3 separate regions of the Mus musculus genome follow, and all the other regions are linked to region 3. Evidence: chromatin contacts called from public ChIA-PET and promoter capture Hi-C data. All regions are on one chromosome and are shown on one strand. The core of a region is the stretch at or near the end of the contact, and the rest is flanking DNA. Distances in the headings are between cores, read along the strand shown. Region 1 overlaps Cdk17 (cyclin-dependent kinase 17). Region 2 overlaps Elk3 (ELK3, member of ETS oncogene family). Region 3 holds the start of Amdhd1 (amidohydrolase domain containing 1).

Region 1 (2,700 bases), core at 169-2,668, 330 kb before region 3:
CAGACTAGGTAATGTGCTTATTGCTCTGTTGTGTTTAACAGTCTGCTTCTAGGACATGTGCACTGAGTGTCATTGTATGAACAAAGCCAGCCTCTGTCATTGTCAGATTTCCTCTAGTCATGTAGAGACCAGGTGAGGACTGGAAGGGTAGCAGAAAGATGAGGGCTGCTAACACCGCAGAGAATGACGTTTGCTTGTCTGTTCATGCAGAGTGGGTGCTGCTTCAGTAGCTTTTCAGTTAATTACTGCATATTGGCAGTACAAGAAGTAGATTATCACCTGACTGCTTATTCTTTTGCCATTATGTGCTTTTGAAATATCCAGAAAAGATACCTGCAAGTTTTTATGTATTTTATGTCTTTTTTGGTAGTGGTATATTATGTTTTGATTTAGAAGTCATTTTAAATATAGATGTTTGATTGTCCCATTAGATAGACTATTTACTACAGTTCCTGAATATTGTATCCCTCTGTTTCCTTTATTTATTGCCACAGTAGGCTACTTCCTGGTTCTTTTCCCTAATTTTAAGACTGTGAGCCTCTCTACAGTGTGGCTTCATCTGTGAGAAATGTGCCGATATCCCTGCTGGCACAGCACAGAGAATGGTGCGCTGGAGTCGTCTTAAGCTGGTTCATGAGAGATGTGGGTTACAGTCGGTTATTAAACATAGCTACTGTTATAGTTTATATTGTACAGGTTTAGAGTTAAGCTAAAGTAAAAACCAAAGTTAATGAGTACTCCAGAGTCCTTACCTCCAGTTGGTTTCCTGTCCCGGTCATCTATTCTCTGAGGTAATGTTATTTGCATCATGTGTCAATAGTGATAACACTGTGTAATAATGTGCCATTGCATTTTTCTGGACAGTGTCACCTGTCCAGTAATACTGTGCCAATAATTTGAAGTCAGTCATGAGGGAGTATTTATGTTTAAGAAATCAGGTCTTGGCTTGTAATTTTGTTGGCTGTGTAGTCAAGAGTGAGTTATGTTTTAGGTTTTATGGACTGGAGTCTGTTGCATATTCTTTTTCTGTGTGTAGTAAGCCTTTTAAAATGCAAGAAACATTTTTAGTTCAGGAGCAACGTAAAAGCATCTGTTCTTGAGATTCTTGGTCTCGAGTTAAGAAAGGAACACTAAAGACGTTAGTAATGTTGATCAAATTTATCAGTGCATCATGCAAGTGGCAGAAGCTTGACTAAGCAAGCATCCTGATACACTTCACGTTTCATCGAAGCCCTTTGTCCCACTAAGGAGACAGTGAAGCTCTGACATGGGCCTTCACTTTCTCACCTCGCTGTATTCGGAAGGAGGCAGAAACAGCTGTGCTTGTTACCCTGGCTGCTCTCCTGGCTGAGTCCAGTGGAACTCAGTGTTTATTCCTATCTGGGACGATACCTTTGCTTGGCATCCTTGTAGGGCAGGACTGGTCGGTTCTGTTTGCTTACTGGTTGCTTGTTAGTTCTGGGGAACTAAACCCGCTGCCTCATTAAGGCTTGCTTCAGAAGTGCTGAGTCACTGAGCTTACAAGGCGTTCCCAGTTTGTCCAGGCAGGTCTTGAACTTGTGCACTGGCTCTCAGCAGGGTTGTGATACGTTAGAGAGCACAAACTTAGCTTTGTAGTAGACACTCAGCAAGTAGTGCTTGGAACTCCAGACAGCTTCTTGCTGGCCTCTGCTCCATCCTGCTGCCTTAGTTCCAGAGTTACAGGTGTGCCACCACGTCTGGCTTTCTACTGGTGGGTAGCAGATTTGTAAATATTTTAAAGACTGTTCTATGAGTTAGCTCTATTTTCTTGTTGACACATCTAATGAGAGAATAGTCATAAGAAGCAAAAGACCAGGTTTCTAGTCCAGCTGTGTGCCTAAGCTACATGGTCTAAAAGTAGGTTAATTTTTAAAGTCTCTATCTCCTGGAATCTGGAAAATAGGCAAAGTTACAGTAATTTCAAGAACTCTGTCAAGTCTGTAATTTTATTCAATTCTTGGCAATATCTTGAATTACTTTCCTTATAGAATTTTTCATACTTTGAAAATGTGGAGAGATGTCTTTTCCTGCCTCTCTCTCCCTAGTGCTTGTGCCACAGTGCTGATACCATAGTTTGCTCTGTATTGCTATGAGAAACACCATGATCAAAAGCAATTTGTTGAGAGGGTATTTTTTTCTTTTTCTTTTGTTCTTGTTTTTTGACTTAAACATTCCTGTCACAGTCCATCATTGAAGGGGAAACGAAGGGAGGAAAAACAAGGGAGGAACCTGGAGACAGCAACTGAAGCAGAGACCATGGCAGACGCTGCTTCCTTCCTTGCTACACATGGCTTGCTCAGCTTGCTTTCTCATACAGCTGAGGGCCGCCTGGAATGGTACCATCCACAGTCGGTTGGGTCCTCACATAGCAATTATTAACCAAAAAAGGTCAACACATGTTTTGCCTACAGAGCAGTCTGCTAGAGTCATTTTCTCAACTGACTTTCCCAGGTGACTCTAACTTGAGTCAAGTTGGCAAAAAACTAATCAGTACAGTTAACCCCTTGTCACCTTGACAGACACATCATTATTAAACCCTAACCTTTCCTTTAGTGTTTTCCCCAAGAAAGCATACTAATATAACTATTATGTAACTCTAAAACATAATATATCTTTAAAAGTTCCATAGTTTTAAAAACTATTCAAACACCTTTTAAAAATTCAGTCTTTAAAGTATCT
Region 2 (2,700 bases), core at 153-2,652, 280 kb before region 3:
ACTGTCTTGTGTGCATGTGTGCATGTATGTGTGTACTTCAGCAGGGATAGGTCCTAAGGTTGTAAAATAGGTCACTTCTCCCATCTTTTTCATGTCTTGCAAAAATTTATGTGCAGTGTAAGGTTGTAAAATAGATCACTTCTCCCATCCTTTTCATGTCTTGCAAAAATTTATGTTCAGTGATCATTTACTAATTCTTACAAGGCATCCGTGTTCCACTTGGCTTATGCCTCTAGAAGTTGTTAATTTCCTATCAAACCATGTCTCAACTTCTCGGGCAGTTTTCATGACCAGAAATTATATTTGACCCCTATTCTTTATTTCCGGGCAGCAGCTGTAAGCTCATGAGAACCAGAACCACATCTATATACTAATCTTGGTATCCCTGAGGCAGCAAGCAAGTGCCTGGGTGTTCAGTGACTAGCTCCACGTGAACTGATTAGAAAGGAGGCAGAGAAGAGACTGGGTGTGGCCTGCCCAGTGGCAGTGAGAAGATGTCTTTGGTGATGTCTTGAGTGGGTGCTGGAGACACTAGGAAACCATTGGGACTTCAGGAAGAGTGAAGGAGAAGCCCTTACACATATACCTTAAAAGTGGCACAGAGGCCAACGGAGTCCATAAAAATGGCGCCCCAGAGTTCAACATTATTTTCAATAGCTGGGCCAGGGGTAAAGGCACTTGCCACCAAGTCAGAGTTTTATCTGTGGGACTCACATGGTGGAAGGAGAGAACCAACTCCTACAAGTTGTCCTCTGACCTCCATATGTGCACACTAGCCCACATCACATACACAATAAATAAGTTTTATATATATATATATATAGAGAGAGAGAGAGAGAGAGAGAGAGAGAGAAAGAGAGAGAGAGAGAGAGAGGGAGAGAGTGATGGAGGCAGACCAGAAGAGATGGATGACCCATTGAGTAGTCACTAGAAGAAGAGAGGAGAGGGGGCAGCATGGGACCCCAGGGCGCAAGGAGAAAAGGCACTCCCTTTATTGTTTCTCTGGGGCAACCTACAACTTGGTAGCCAAGAACCATCCTAGCCTGTACTGCAGAGACCTACAAGGAAGTTCTCTGCCTGGAGGAAAGGTCATCATGGTCAGAGATGGAGGCCTGTCTGGGGAAAGGTCAACAGAAGAAGAAGGAAGTTGAACAACCCTGGAGAGAAGGGAGAGGGGGGAAAATGTTTTTCTTTTGATGATAATGGCAAGAGACAGGAAGATGGAAACCACACCAGAAGTGGGGTGTAGGGGGACAGGATGCTCGCACTCTGTAGGTTCTCCTACACTGCTCCAGACTCCCACTTTTCTGACTTGGCCTCAGAGCTGTCTCCGCTACCCCAGAATAGAGGAAGTAGGCTTCAGCATTTCAAACCGAGCAGGCTGTCTCCACTCAGCCACTAATCCCAGGCTGCCGAGCAAACAGCCTGAGGCGCACATACTCAGACTCTGATGGAGATGCGTGCCCAGTGCTGAAACAGCTCAGATTTCAGCATCTTGGACAGCACAGGTGAGACGAACACGAGTCTTGGCAGAAATGAGAAATACAATGCCTTGGATTCCGAATTAACTTCACCTTGGGGGGACAGGAGCAACGGGACACAGATGGGATGTGGCAGGAAGAGGGACAGATGAAACCAGCATGCAGAGGAGTCAGGAGTTTCAGCTGCCACCTCGGCTGCCAAGGTGCCTGGCTAGAGGCCAGGAGGGCTTCACACCCCAGCTCCTTCCCCTCTGCCTAACATTCGGTAGCCTGTGCCAACGGGGACAAGCAAGCGCCTTGCTTTTCAGCAACATTCAGATGGGACCTCCGTGGCTGAGCTCTGACGCCATCATTTTTCTCTGTACCTAGCTGACTTTTGCTTGAGTCTTCCAGCCCCTTGTTGGAGAAGTCCCTGCCCGGACACTATTTATCATAAACTTAGCACCAAGAGTCATGTCCTCCGCTCTTTGCAGCTCCTGTCAGCGGCTTCGCCAGTGTTCCTGACGGGAGGCGGCTCTGACACTGTGAGAGAGGCACATTTGTTCTGGCTTTCTGCACATCGAATTGAAGACAGAATGTTCAAATCTGAATGTAGACCCCATGACACATGTGGGAAAGGACAGTGATCATGTGATATGTCTTGTCAAGGCGCCTCATTTACAGGGGACTGGGTTAGTAGAGCACACCTCTCCCCCGCCCCCTCTCTGAAGTGAGCACTCCCTTAGGAGTGCTCATTCTGTTTCTGAGCCCCGCCCCCCAGAAGGGAACACTAAGGGTGAGTGGGAGAGCTAAGAGTGGATGGGTCAGCTTCTGGAGGACGCCCTGGGGCGTCGGGCGGAGCTTTACTACTGATCTAAATCTTATACCGACTTCAAGCATAGCCTAATCCTGTAGAACAGGAAGCTTGTTGTGATTAACCCCTTAGTGGCCTGTCTGGTCAGAGTTAAACCACTGATGGCTGAAAGGAGGCTGAGTTTTACCAGATCTTTGCCCTTCTCTCCCTCTCAGTTGACTACCCACAGCCCATAGGAGCAGAGCACCATTCCAGGTGCATGTAGTCTCTGGTGGCATTTAGCTCCTGAGGTTACACTATGTCCCTAAGCAGCCTCTTTTACTAACTGTGTGACACCTCTTTCCAAGCTCACTCACTCTCTATGACTCTGTCTCTGTCTCTGTCTCTGTCTCTCTCTCTCTGTCTCTCTCTCTGTCTCTGTCTCTC
Region 3 (2,700 bases), core at 169-2,668:
TAACCACACAGCTGTCCACCTTCTAAGAATGTGGGCTGTCATTCAGTGGTGGGTTTTGGAGTCATGTTTGAACAAAGTGCACATCCAGTAACATAATTACTCAAGGAAGCTAGAAACCACCTTCCAAAGGTGTTAGGAGTTTTGGCCCTTTAGAAACTATTAACATGGAATAGTGAGGCTTTACTGTTTACTACTAAGTGGGAAAAAGAATAAACTACAAAATAATACACATTCATTCCTTCTCTTTAAAAGGTGTGAGTGTTGACACATTTTTATTTACTTTAGAAAACAACCCCAAAGCAAAGCGCCTGTGTGTTAACCTTAGTTCCCTGATGCAGGGCTTGAGTGATTTTGCGGGTCAGCCGTAGGTTTGTTTGTTTTACGACATGGTCTCACTTGGCTGCCCTGGAATTACGTAGAGCAAGCTGACTTTGAATAGTCTACCCCTGCCTCCAGAGTGCTGGTATTAAAGACATGGCCACTATGCTGGACTACATAATGCACACCACAGGTGCTTTTTGAGGGGGGAAAAAAGATGTAATGTTAGTTTTATTTAAAAGTATTTTTTTAAAGAGGGGCATGTCTTTGATCCCAGCATTCGGGAAGCAGAGATGAGTGGAACTCTGTGAGTGAATTCGAGGCCAGTCTGGTCTACAAGAGTCCAGGACAGCCAGGGCTACACAGAGAAACCCTGTCCTTTTTTCTTTTTCTTTTCTTTCTTTCTTTCTTTCTTTCTTTCTTTCTTTCTTTCTTTCTTTCTTTCTTTCTTTCTTTCTTTCTTTCTTTCTTCCTTCCTTCCTTCCTTCCTTCCTTCCTTCCTTTCCTTCCTTCCTTCCTTCCTTCCTTCCTTCCTTCCTTCCTTCCTTCTTTCCTTTCTTTTCTTTCTTTCTTTTTTTAAGTTCTTGATTGTTTTTTGAAACAGGATCTCACATGCAAACTCTACATACAGTCAAGGATGGCCTTAGACTACAGACCTCACCTTCTGCCTCTTGGGTGCTGGGACTGCACACCTGGATCAATATCCGGGATTTTAGAGCAAAAAAGAGTCTACAGACTCTTCTGGAAACAACAAAGCAAACCCACCAGCCAGTACTTTAGAAGCTATAATGGGATCAATGATCAATGATCATAATGAAAGATGCCCTGAAGGTGTTTTGTTGGAGAAAGAGCTTTCGCTCCGGAACCCCATCTCGCCTGTCCCCAGCTACTGGCTACTCACGTGCCCACCACCACGCTGGCGCCCTCCAGCACCGCCAGGCTGCGCAGCGCAGACCCGGTCAGGAAGCGCTCGCCGCGGGCACACACCAGCACCACTTGCTGTGCGTTCTCCAGCAGGAGGCGGTGGCTGCTCGTCATTGTCGCTCTAGCCGCTGGCGGGCTGCGGAGGACAGGAGAGCCTGCGAGCTGTGGCTCCCGGGCAGGGCGGGGCGGGGCTGGGCAGCGTGGGGCGGGAGCTGGCCAGCAGCCAGTGACCGGGACAGGAGCAGTGCCAACCAGAGCGCCTGGAATAAAGTTGGAATAAACTTTATTGTGGACGCCAGTCTTTTCAGGTCTCCTTTCCAGGTTTGGAGTAAAGGAGGTGATGGTTATATCACCCCCTCCCCAACCCCTAACTTCTGGATTAAAAACAAAACAAAACTGAAATTTAGCCACCACCGGAAGTGATCAAGTTGGGCGAGGTAGATGCGGTGCAGTGGCCAAGTGAAGTGTTGTTGGGAAGGGCTCACACAGAGACGTCAGTGGTGTGTGTGTGTGTGTGTGTTACAGTGACAGAAACAGAGGCAGACACAGTGGGGTGTGTGTATGCGTGTGGTGTGAGTGTGCATGGTGTGTGTGTGTGTGTGTATGTATGTATGTGTGTGTGTTAGACACAGTGACAGAAACAGAGACAAAAACACACTGTGCCCTGGGAGCTGGAACTTGAACCTAGCAAACTTGCGCTGACAGGCGACAGGGGCACGGGGCAGAGGCTCACGGTGTCCGCGTGACCCTCCTAGCCTGGCTGCGGGTGCCACGCGTGTTCGGTTGGCCAGATCGGCGCTTGGGCCTGGTAGTAAGCGGTTCCCAGGATGAAGGGAGCCTGGAGCAGGGAAGGATGAAGCTGAGACACAGAGTATCAGTTTGGTGCCTCTGTCTGCTTTGTCCCGACCGCCTTCTTGAAGGATAGGTCTCAACAGTGATCCAGACTTGTTGAGGTAAAACCAGATTTGACCCGGGTGTCTGACACTCCCCCCCTCCTCCCGAGTGTGGTGGCTTTCACACACACCACTGCACTCAAGGTTGTAGACAGACAGTATCCAGATTGTTTAAAGAACTGGCAGGCAGGATTTGTAAAGAATACATACACACACACACACACACACACACACACACACACACACACACACATACACATATACACACACACATAAATTTTTTGAGATTACAATGACATCATTTCCTGATTTCCTCTTAAACCACCCTTGTTCTCTTTCAAATTCAAGACCTTTTCTATGGTGTGTGTGTGTCCCTAAATACATAAATACAGCCCACTTGGTCTGTATAATGCTATTTGTACATATGTGGTTTTAGGGCTTCCCCCCCCCTTGGTCTTTTTTCTCTTGTTGAGATAAGTCTCACTGTGTAGCCCTGGCTGTTCTGGAGCCCTTTATGTAGATCAGGATAGCCTTTTAATTCAGATCTCTCTCTCTCTCTCTCTCT

What was found. Promoter capture Hi-C pulls out the DNA fragments that hold promoters and counts their contacts. ChIA-PET counts read pairs in DNA pulled down with a chosen protein or histone mark.
Region 1: a promoter capture Hi-C map of pre-B cells shows a contact between it and region 3, with 2.3 times the contacts expected there. The contact joins the enhancer-like site here to the promoter of Amdhd1 in region 3. A contact is called at or near these places in 3 of 39 promoter capture datasets (cranial neural crest, frontonasal cranial neural crest and pre-B cells), 1 of 15 datasets of contacts at CTCF or cohesin (the NIH/3T3 cell line), 1 of 484 Hi-C or Micro-C datasets (liver) and 1 of 9 other capture datasets (pancreatic islet).
Region 2: a contact with region 3 is called in an RNA polymerase II ChIA-PET map of memory CD8 T cells, with 553 read pairs. The contact joins the enhancer-like site here to the promoter of Amdhd1 in region 3. A contact is called at or near these places in 4 of 39 promoter capture datasets (HPC-7-derived erythroid cells, hematopoietic stem and progenitor cells, neural stem cells and 1 more), 4 of 115 datasets of contacts at active chromatin or transcription factors (bone marrow-derived macrophages, effector CD8 T cells, large pre-B cells and 1 more) and 3 of 9 other capture datasets (adipose tissue, liver and macrophages).

Annotation. Positions count from the first base shown.
Region 1 is chr10:93,212,068-93,214,767 of GRCm38.p6, forward strand. It overlaps Cdk17 (cyclin-dependent kinase 17), which reads left to right. Exons shown (of 17, transcript NM_146239.2): 3 at 1-8. Among named protein-coding and RNA genes, the nearest start is that of Mir1931, 51 kb to the left of the region's middle. Within about 2 kb of position 1,419, at least 39 of the 459 cell types and tissues checked have an H3K27ac peak or open chromatin away from gene starts, as enhancers often do. A contact at or near this core is called in liver and pre-B cells, where this site is marked.
Region 2 is chr10:93,260,104-93,262,803 of GRCm38.p6, forward strand. All of the region lies in intron 3 of Elk3 (ELK3, member of ETS oncogene family), which reads right to left. Among named protein-coding and RNA genes, the nearest start is that of Gm32551, 24 kb to the right of the region's middle. Within about 2 kb of position 1,403, at least 183 of the 459 cell types and tissues checked have an H3K27ac peak or open chromatin away from gene starts, as enhancers often do. A contact at or near this core is called in adipose tissue, bone marrow-derived macrophages, effector CD8 T cells and 3 more, where this site is marked.
Region 3 is chr10:93,538,615-93,541,314 of GRCm38.p6, forward strand. Amdhd1 (amidohydrolase domain containing 1) reads right to left here and starts at 1,419. Exons shown (of 9, transcript NM_027908.1): 1 at 1,220-1,419. The coding sequence starts at 1,356. It overlaps Ccdc38 (coiled-coil domain containing 38), which reads left to right and starts at 2,018. Exons shown (of 16, transcript NM_175488.6): 1 at 2,018-2,195.